Linked DNA regions of Macaca mulatta: region 1 is linked to region 2. Evidence: chromatin contacts called from public Hi-C data. All regions are on one chromosome and are shown on one strand. The core of a region is the stretch at or near the end of the contact, and the rest is flanking DNA. Distances in the headings are between cores, read along the strand shown.

Region 1 (4,813 bases), core at 1,259-3,758, 130 kb before region 2:
AGAAACACAGACTTGAGCAAAGGTTCAGAAGTACAGCATATTGGGAAAGTAGCAAATAGATCTTTTTATTTGTCAATTTTGACTGATTCAGTTAGTTTCCTGATCCTCTTAGAAACAGTGGAAATGAAAGGCATCAGTCTATACTTAATGAATGTTTAAAATTTAGAAACGTTTGGTGCTGGGGGGCATTTAGAGAATATAAACCCATCATTCTACAAATGAGCAAAGTGAGGGTAAGAAAACAGGCTGAAACAGATCGTAGAAGTTTTCTTTAAAGTTAAATGGGTTTGTGTGGGTCCCTCACTCAGGAGCTCCTGCAAGAAAGAAAGAGCTTCTTTGCCTTTGGAGTCTTAGTGCTTTCTGTTTGAAATGAGGTAGTTTGTGATGGATTCTCCCAATAGAATACTCTCCCGTTATAAAATGCATATGCCCATACTTTGGCATAGAAGCGAGGCTGAAAGAACTCTCAGAAAATCTCTGAGTCCATTAGACAAGTTTCCCTGTGCAAATGGATCTATGTAGCTCCTTCCTGGCTTCTATGTGATGAGAAGCCTTAGTCACACGTCCGCCAACTCCACAGAGACTGTTGTCCTTTTTCTTTCACAGTGTCTCAGGTATATAAATTTGGCTGCCTAACCTTGTCTGCAAAACTTGGATTTGGGACACCATTCCTTTTTAAAACCCAAATAATTAGTAAAACAAAATCTAAATGCAAACTGGGGATGAACCCATCTTGACTCCTGAAATATGCTTTCTTTAGAAAGAGGGTAGTGAAGCTCTGCAGTTTACTGCTTGCAATGTGTGCACAAAATTAGCTTGGTTCTTTTGTTCTGTTGTCTGAGTTTCTGTCACCTTTTATTTGACTGTACTTAGGAAACAGTATGAAGGCATTTAAAAGAAGCCCAAGGGAATCTTATTTGCACATGCAAATACAAGTGTTTTTTATCATGATTAAGCTAGCTACCCCGACTTCCTTTACCTTCACTCTTCCCCTAATTTACCACCCTCTGCCCCACTCTGACACATAGTCCTGTAGCCAAGAATATATATGTGCATGCATATTCTTATATAGAAGCAAAGATTCTAAAGGCAACTGACCCGTAACCCCCTTGTGGTTTCCACTTGTGGTTTCTGCATAAACTTACTTAAGTACAGGTATCTCTTTAATTATGACATTCAGCGAAGTCCTAGAGTTCACAGCTCCCGTTTCCTCCCAAGGGTAAGAACTGTCCCAAGCTTTAACCTTGAGTAAGAAGGTAAACTACAGATGGAGAGAGGGTAGCCGAAACCTCACTGCTGCTGCTTTCATACTCACACCTGGTTTCTGAGCCTACCTTTGTTAACTCCTATGAAAGGATGCCACATAGCTAATGTCTTCCTTCGAGAAAGCTAAGAGGTCAGAGTGGCAGACTGTAAATTCATTTGATTCATTGCCTTTACCAGTTCAACCACAAATTGTTTTCTCCCACTGAGCACCATTTAATAAGCCATATCAGGTGCACAATGGAAACAGCAAACCACAGATAGAAAGGGATCACATCTTGTAAGGAAGTGCACGGGTCAGACCTGCCTTCCCACTTCCCAGCTCTTTGGTTTGGGCTTGGCCAAGTCACTTAACATTGCCCCAACTCAGGCTCCTCATTTGGGCCTTGGTTTCGTCACTTGTGAAATGGAGTTGTCCTGCAGGTCAGGCACACTATGTGAATATCCAAATCACCTGGTACTATCACCTATCACTCACCGCACTCAGCAGGTGTTCAATAAATGGTAGTCGTGATGGACCGGGCAGTAAATGAAACACATGATTTTTCTCCCAAAGAAGCTCAGAATCTTTGTCTATGTTTTACCAGCTTAATTTTGTTTTTTTCCTGGCTGAGAACCACTTCGTGTATCCTACTCTCAATTCCTGCTAAACTAGAGAAATGAAAAGTTACGTGGACACGAATCTAGAGTCAGCTTCCGACTGAAAACCTCTGCTATTGCACTGATGAGCTCTGGAATACTTTTCCCAACCCAGATGGAGTTATTAACAATAACATTATGTTCTAAGTCATTAGTAAGGACCTGTCAGAAAGGAATCAGTCCCTGCATCTTCTGGGGTTTGATAGGAAAAAAAAAAAGAAGAATTAAAAAATGTTGGAGGCTGAAGCATCAGCAACTGACATATATTCATTTGAAACAAAGACAACTTTTTTATAAAGGGATCTGTGGTGCACACAGACATGGAAAGAAAGACACTTTGGCTGCGAAATCCCCCCGTCTTCTCTGGGGAGACTCCTGCCTCCGCCTGCTGTTCATCAGTCCTGATTTTGATGGGGTGATTTTTAGTCAGCTGCCTCGATCATTTTGGCACAGACAAAAATCCTTTAAAAAATGTTACACTTCATCAAAGTGTATCATGAGACTTCACGGTCATTATCTCAATGGCCGCTCTGACGTGCCACAATTGGCAGAGACACAAACGGTAGGGGGTGTATGAGAAGAAAGCCAGCGTTTCATGTGGAAAGCTGGCAGGCCTCGCCAAGCTTCTGTCAACAACTCCGTGGTCTGATCCGATGCACTGAGCGCGCTGATGATGCTCTTGTTTCGGGAGGAAGTAAACAAGAAAATGAATTCCACCGCGCAACACAGCCTCTTTGTATCTTCAAAATGGTGTGACTGGACTCGGGCCAGCTGCGTTGAAAGTTGGGCCATTTATGTCATCAGGGCCCCAGTACTGATGGAGGCTTTGATTACGACTTGGACCCAGCTGTAAGACCCTTCGGGAGCAGCCACTCAGCAAATAAAGGCATTGATTGGTTGTTGGGTCAATTTAGCCATAAGGGGACAGAGCATGGCTCTTTTGAAAAGCCTAATGGATTAGCTACACAACCAGTCCCACTGTAGGCCTTATTTTTCAAGTAACTTCATGACGGTTTTGCAGCTTGGCAGGGAACCCTCCTCCAGAGCAAGCTTCAGAGCTGTTCTTGTTATCAATAGTGAGGCTCAAAGGATTAGACACAGCGGGCTTTACAATTTAATGAAAACAGCTGTTGAAACAACAATTACGGCAAACAATAGTTTGCATGGAAAACTATTAATTATGTAAAGTTATGCAGAAAGTGGAATACTCTTTTATTCAGGGCCTTCTAAAGCCGACTGATGAGGACAACGTGGAGCCACCTTCCATTCCGTGCCTCTCAAGTGCCAGGAAGTGGGGGTGCTTGTAGGAAGGGGCTCCATGGCGTGTGAGCTGCATGTAAGTAGAGCTCCAGGCTGCCACTTCACTGCAAAGGGAGTCAGAGGTAAAATATGGAGGAAAAGCACGTTCATTCAACTTACATTACCTTGGGCACCTCAGGTCTTCTCATACCAACTCAGGACTGCGTTTTCACAAGAATCTGAAATTCCATTTGAGTCTTAGTGGCTGGGGTCTCAACTTTAGCTTTTTTGAATAAAACCACTTCTATACTATGCTCTCCTTTAGGCCTCACTCATTCTAAGAAGACAGCGCTGAAAAAATGATGGAGCTCCTTGTTCTCTCGACTAAATCGGCTTTAATTACTTTATGACGGTCCACTGTGGACTCGCAACCATTCCCCTTCCACCTTCATTCCCTCCTCCCCCAAATGCACAGTTCATCTTCTCCCTCCACTCTCTCGGCTTGCTGGGGCTTTTAAATTCATTGCTTCTCTCTTTGCAATTTCCATCCTTGACTAACAGTGCTGGGAATTGACTTATGGCCCTTTGCCTACCCTGTGCTCCACATCTCACTTTCCTCCCCATCCGGGAATCACCAAGCCAAGAAGTCCCATTAAGAAGGTTATTAACTGTATACATAAACATTGCCTCCTGCCTACAGTTAGATTTATTTCTCATCGCTTCCAAGTAACTGGTTTTAACACTCTTTCCAGCACGCCCAACACCTTTTATTTGACTATATTGTTTTAGAAAGGCCTTTGGGAATTTAGCTAATTTCATGCTGGAACTTATTAAGTGGGATTTGACACTCTTTGATAATTCCAATAAACCATTAGTCAAGTCTCACTCCCTTCAGGGAAGGAATGAAAGCTTTATTAGTCATAGGGTCTCTGTTCTAAACATGTCACCTGAATTTAGTAGCGCATCTGTGCTGAAATACAATTGACTTTGTGATTGAATAGAACTTTCCCTGAAACAACGAGAAAGCTGTCACTGGCTATCAACAGCAAGAAAGCATCTGCCTTTTTCTGAAAATTTTCATTGGGTTCACATGTGCATTTTGAAATAATTCAGTGAATTTAACTTATCAACCTCTGAATGTTAAAATGAGAAGCATACACCCACACACCCACACCAACACTCAAATTCTCTCTGAGGACTTAGTTCAGTCTTTTCTTCACCCAGGATACAAGAATAGAGAATAATTTCCTTCCCCTCTTCTGACAGTTTAAAAAACCTTTTTTTTTTTTTTTTTTTTTTTTTTGAGATGGAGTCTGTCGCCCAGGCTGGAATGCAGTGGTGTGATCTCGGCTCACTGCAAGCTCCACCTCCCTGGTTCACGCCATTCTCCTGCCTCAGCCTCCTGAGTAGCTGGGACTATAGGCGCCCACCACCACGCTCGGCTAATTTTTTGTATTTTTAGTAGAGACGGGGTTTCACCGTGTTAGCCAGGATGGTCTCGATCTCCTGACCTTGTGATCCGCCCACCTCGGCCTCCCAAAGTGCTGGGATTACAGGCGTGAGCCATCGCGCTCGGCCAGTTTAAAAAATCTTGAAAGGTCATACCTCCAGAAAGCCCCAGAGCATAATTGAGTGTGCAAATGAAATTCATTACCATGGTCACAAACAATAA
Region 2 (4,729 bases), core at 1,207-3,706:
ACATAAGATAAATACTTGTCCAAGATGTGCCCTTATAGAAAAAGTTACCACCGTTTGGCTAAACCAGCATTATTCACTCACTGCTCATGTGGAAGTAGCTCCATTGGACTGTTCTTCAAACAAAAGTATAAATGCAGCAATACTGACGGTTTTCTGCTGTGGGTGTATTTAGAGACATACACAAAAACCGAAGACTCTCAGCATTAATTATACAGCGTGTCTTGATTATTACAATCTCAAAATCCCTTTTAACTCAAGTTCTACTTCATAAGAACCGTAGCCACGTCATTTACCTAACTCTTCCCATTTAGCTCTTCACACAGCTCAGCTCAGGAGTACCACCCAGACTATGGGGGTGGGGTGTGCGGGACAGGTTTTTCAAGTCTCAGTGCTGGTTTATTACATTGTCTCTCTTTGTTCCCAGGAATTGGAAACAGACTCTTGGTCTTGTAGCTGAGAGGCTCCTAAAAACCTCAGCCGCTCCCCTCCTCTCCTAACAGCGAAGTCTGGACTTTTAAGACGAAGACCTGGGATTTCACGCCCCGGGCAAAGCGTCTCATCTGCGGACACGCGTGCCTTGTTCTGGCAGCACCCTGGGAATCCTTCCCGCCAAACGGGGCAGGACGATCTTTTTGAAAAGTGGCTTGAAATCCTGCAATAAAAACCAAATCCTACCACTTTGGGTGCAAAGGAGGTGGGTGGGGTGGGAGGACATCATAGTCGTCTCTGCGGCTGGTGTACCTACGCCAACCGTGCCGTTGCTCATTTACGCATTTCCAACTAAGTGCACAGTCCACTCCCTCTCGTACATCCGTAAAAAGGCAGCTCAAGGAAAAACAAACGTCAGATGTATTTTTCAATGTGGCCTCACTTTCAGAGTAGCATCAAACAAGGGGGTCCAGCACTGAAAAACACATTTGCTCGAATTACCAAAACCCCCCCTCCGCCTCCAGTAAGAAACTACGCAGCTAGTCTTTGAGTTACTTTAACTTAGATCTGAGGATTTTCATTAAAGGGAAAAGTGAGCAAGTGGCAGGATTTTTGCTAACTCGAGCCCCCAGCTTCCTCGGCTGCACGCTCGCCAGTCCCTCCCGCTAGCGCGCTCCTGCGCGCTCTCTAGCCAGCCCCACGTTACTTTGATTGACAGCCCAGCCCCGCCGCTCTCCTTCCCACCGACCTTCCCATCTTCAGTGCCAATCTCCGCGAATCGCCTCTTCCCATTGGATGGTTTTGCCGTCCCGCGGCTCCTCCAGGAACAGTTCCTCACCAAGCCCGGGAGGACGCGGCTGGCGGAGGAGGGGCCGGGGTGGGAGGGGAGACCGAGGAGACCGCGGAGAAGGAAGCGAGAGGACGGGGGAGGGAGGACGGCCCGTCCGGCGCTGCGCTGCCATAGGCTCCGGGGAGGCGCGCGTCAGCGCCCCACGTTGGGTGCAGCGCACGCGATTGGCTGATGAGGGCCTCCTGCCCCCCCCCCCACCTCCTGGGCCCACGTCCCCCGCCGGCTCGGAGCTCGCGCCCCCCGCCCGAGCGGGCTGGGCGGGGCCGGCGCTGGTTAGCTCCGGAGTGTGAAACCGCGTGTTAATGTAACCGGCGCGAGAGGCGCGGGCGGCGGCGGCGGCGGTGGGAGCGGCGGCTGCAGGAGCAGCAGCAGCAGCAGCAGCGGCGGGTACTCTTGTGCCCCGCGTCCCGGAGGCAGCCGACTGCGCCACCCCACCCTCGCACGGCCGGGCGGGACCCGCGCCACCAGCCCGGACCTCCGTCGTCCCGCGGCGACCAAAACCCCCGCTAGCCCCACCGCTGTGACTACTCCGGACTCGCCCGCAGAGTTTGCCCGCCGGGGAGGGTGGCCGATTGGCGGAGCGCACTCCTGCTGTTTTCCCCACCATCTCGTGGATGTCGTCCCTCGGGTGGTGAGAGAACTTTGCAGCGGGCTGGAGCGCCCTTTGCGGAGAAGCAGAAGAAGGTAAAGGAAGGAAAGAAAGAAGACCGAGGAAGAAGGGGCTCGGAAGAAGGGTCCAGAGCGGCCGAGCCGGCCGTGCAGGGCTAGTGCGCGCGAGGCGCGGCGCCCTGATGCTCCTCGGGCTCGAGGAGCAGCGGGCAGTTGCTGGACTGCTCTCGGTGGAGTAGCCCCGTCGGTCCCGGAGGGTTTGTGCAACGGCGGAGAACACCGAGTGTTGGTCGCACGGGGCGTGCCGAGTCGCCTCCCGGCGCGCCCTCCGCACTTTCCCCGCCTCGTCATCCCTCGCTCCCCGGCCAGGAGCCTCCGCCGCTTCCTCAACCTCGCTCCCCTTTGCGTCCCGGGAGCCTGCGAGCACCTGGCCGAAGGCGCAGCCGAGTCTTGCGGGAGTCGCCCCGAAAGCGTCGGGTTTGTTTGTGTGGGGTTAGCGGGGGCCGCCTCGCCACCTGCATCTCGCCCGCCGCCGCCTCGGGGAAAACCCGAAGAGGAGGCGGACCAGGAGAAGAGCAAAGAAAAGCAGCCCGTCTGGATTTGTTTGCCCAGGACTGGCGCCGCGCACGCGGATCGCCGAGGGGAGTGCGGTCGGAGTCACCGCGCCCCCGCCTCCCCGCCCCGGCGGCTGAGGCCGGGGGGTTGGAGCGCTGCCCCCGCGCACAGTCCCCGAGCGCCCGGCGTCTCCGCGCAGGTTCTCGAAGCAGCTGGGCCTGGGGCGCCCACCAATGTGGCCCTGAGGGCCGGAGCCCGCACCGACGGGAGCGGGAGCAGGAGCAGCTGGGGGCGCCGAGTGGCCGGTGCGCCCGGCCGAGCGCGCCTGCGTGCGTGGCCAGCGCGCTCCCCGCTTCTGCCTGGCTTCCCGGCTTAATTTTCCTCGGCGGGATTAAAGTTGGAAATTGACCGGAGAATTGAGTTGCCGGGGAACAGAGCCCCGGCCGCCGCCAGAGCGATGTTCCCGCAGAGCCGGCACCCGGTGAGGCGCGGCTGGGTGGTGGGGGAGCAGGAGCGTTGGGGAGGCGCTTCTCCCGGGCGGTAGGGAGACGGGTGGCTTCGGCGGCCCGGCGGACCCTCTCGCCCTCCGCGGCATAAGGCTGGGGAGGTCTGGGGCCCTCTCCTCTTGGGGTGGGGAGTGGACTGAAACTCTGAATTTTCTCCCTCCCTTTGGGCTCCTTCCTACTTGACGTCTATACTGAGCGGATAGGGGCGCTGGGGAAGGCTGGGGTTTCTCTCATGTAGCCATATCCCCCCAACCTTCCCCAAGGGGGGCAGGGCGCCCCCCCTTTGTTTCTCGTCTCGCCTATTTACATGTCAATGCGGCCCCGGTTCCGGTGCGTCTGGAGGTGGCCCTGGCGACTCTGGGAATGGGGAGCGTAAAGGAGTTGTTTTTCTCTTCTGGTCCTCCGGGTCATTATCGCCCCCGTGGGGGAAGGGGCGGCGACACCGACAATCTGGCCTGGTCTAACCGGGCCGCCGGGGAGCCCCCTTCCCTTTGGCCTGGTGACCCGGGCGCACTTAACGCGATCCGCCCTGGAGACTGGGAAGAGCTTCCGAGCCTCTTTAGAAGCCGGGGCCCGGGGAGGGTCCACTTTCCCCCTCCCCCAAGTGAAGGGGAAACTCGAGTTTGGGGCCTCATTTTCAGCCACTTCTAACTTTATTTTTTGTTTATGTCCCACCCGTTCTTTCCTTCTCTGACTTACTGCTTTATTCATCCGCCCGCATTCCCGTCCCTCGGTCCCCCTCGCTGGTCGCCCCCAGACGCCGCACCAGGCTGCAGGCCAGCCCTTCAAGTTCACTATCCCGGAGTCCCTGGACCGGATTAAAGAGGAATTCCAGTTCCTGCAGGCGCAGTATCACAGGTGCGTGTCTGGCCGCTCCAGGCGAGTGGTCGCGGGCGTCCCCGTGCCCCTTGTCGCCCAGCCGGGTGGCGGCGGCGCCTGTACTTAGTTCTTGCGTCCAGGCGGTGGCGTGTGGAGTCTCAGTTAAGACCTGTCATTCAAGTTACCCCCTTTCCTGGTTCTTCCCGGGCCGCCTCTTCTCTTGTCTCCTCCTCCTCCCATTGTTTCCCTTTTGCTGGTTTGCTGCTGTTCCAGGGAGTCCTTTTTCGTGTCTTTAGAAGTTGCATGAGAATCGTCAATATTTGCGCTTCATGTATTTATTTTTCAACAGACTGAGTTGAAACATTGGTTCAATCGATGTCTCAGTCCTGGAGTGTGGGTTCAGGGAAGCAAAGCCATGTTGAAATCGCTGTTTGCCATACTAGAAAATTGGGTTTTTGAGGCAAAGTTCATTAAAGAAGGCTAGATGCTTTTAACATTGCCCATCATTGGCGATGGTGAGGGAGGTGGGTATAATAGTGTGCAGAAGAAAGCTCACCTGCTTTGGCGTCATTTCAGGTTGGTTTGGGTAGGATGGGAGAGTGGAGTCACATTTATATCCATCTCAGCCTCAGTTTCTCTGAGTAATGAGGCTTGCCTCCAAAGGACTTATACATTTTTGTAAGATACTCTGCCAAGAGTGAACTTCCCAGAAAGGTTAGTTTCTTTCCCTTGCTCCTATGAAGTTTTACCTGATTCTAACTCAGAAATAACTGTATTGACATTTTTTGGTTTTGTCATGCTTGAGAAAAAGCACACAGATGAGGCGAAGTGGCTTGGGTGTGAATTTTCTTACTTTGTCAGGGGCTTTCTGATTATTGACCTTTTGTCTACTTGTAGATAATATCTCTGCAGCTTGAGGCATACTTGCACACACCGTGTTTACCCAGCAGGGAGAACTTCA

What was found. A called contact is a pair of places that touch in the nucleus more often than the background predicts.
Region 1: a contact with region 2 is called in a Hi-C map of fetal cortex germinal zone, with 3 times the contacts expected there. The contact joins the enhancer-like site here to the promoter of TLE1 in region 2. A contact is called at or near these places in 2 of 14 Hi-C or Micro-C datasets (fetal cortex germinal zone and liver).

The regions. Positions count from the first base shown.
Region 1 is chr15:112,792,021-112,796,833 of T2T-MMU8v2.0, reverse strand. No RefSeq gene overlaps it. Among named protein-coding and RNA genes, the nearest start is that of TLE1, 130 kb to the right of the region's middle. Within about 2 kb of position 2,508, at least 11 of the 40 cell types and tissues checked have an H3K27ac peak or open chromatin away from gene starts, as enhancers often do. A contact at or near this core is called in fetal cortex germinal zone, where this site is marked.
Region 2 is chr15:112,661,103-112,665,831 of T2T-MMU8v2.0, reverse strand. It overlaps TLE1 (TLE family member 1, transcriptional corepressor), which reads left to right and starts at 2,456. Exons shown (of 20, transcript NM_001265628.1): 1 at 2,456-2,924; 2 at 3,707-3,807. The coding sequence starts at 2,901. It overlaps LOC106993810, which reads right to left and starts at 1,886. Exons shown (of 4, transcript XR_013405120.1): 1 at 1,178-1,886.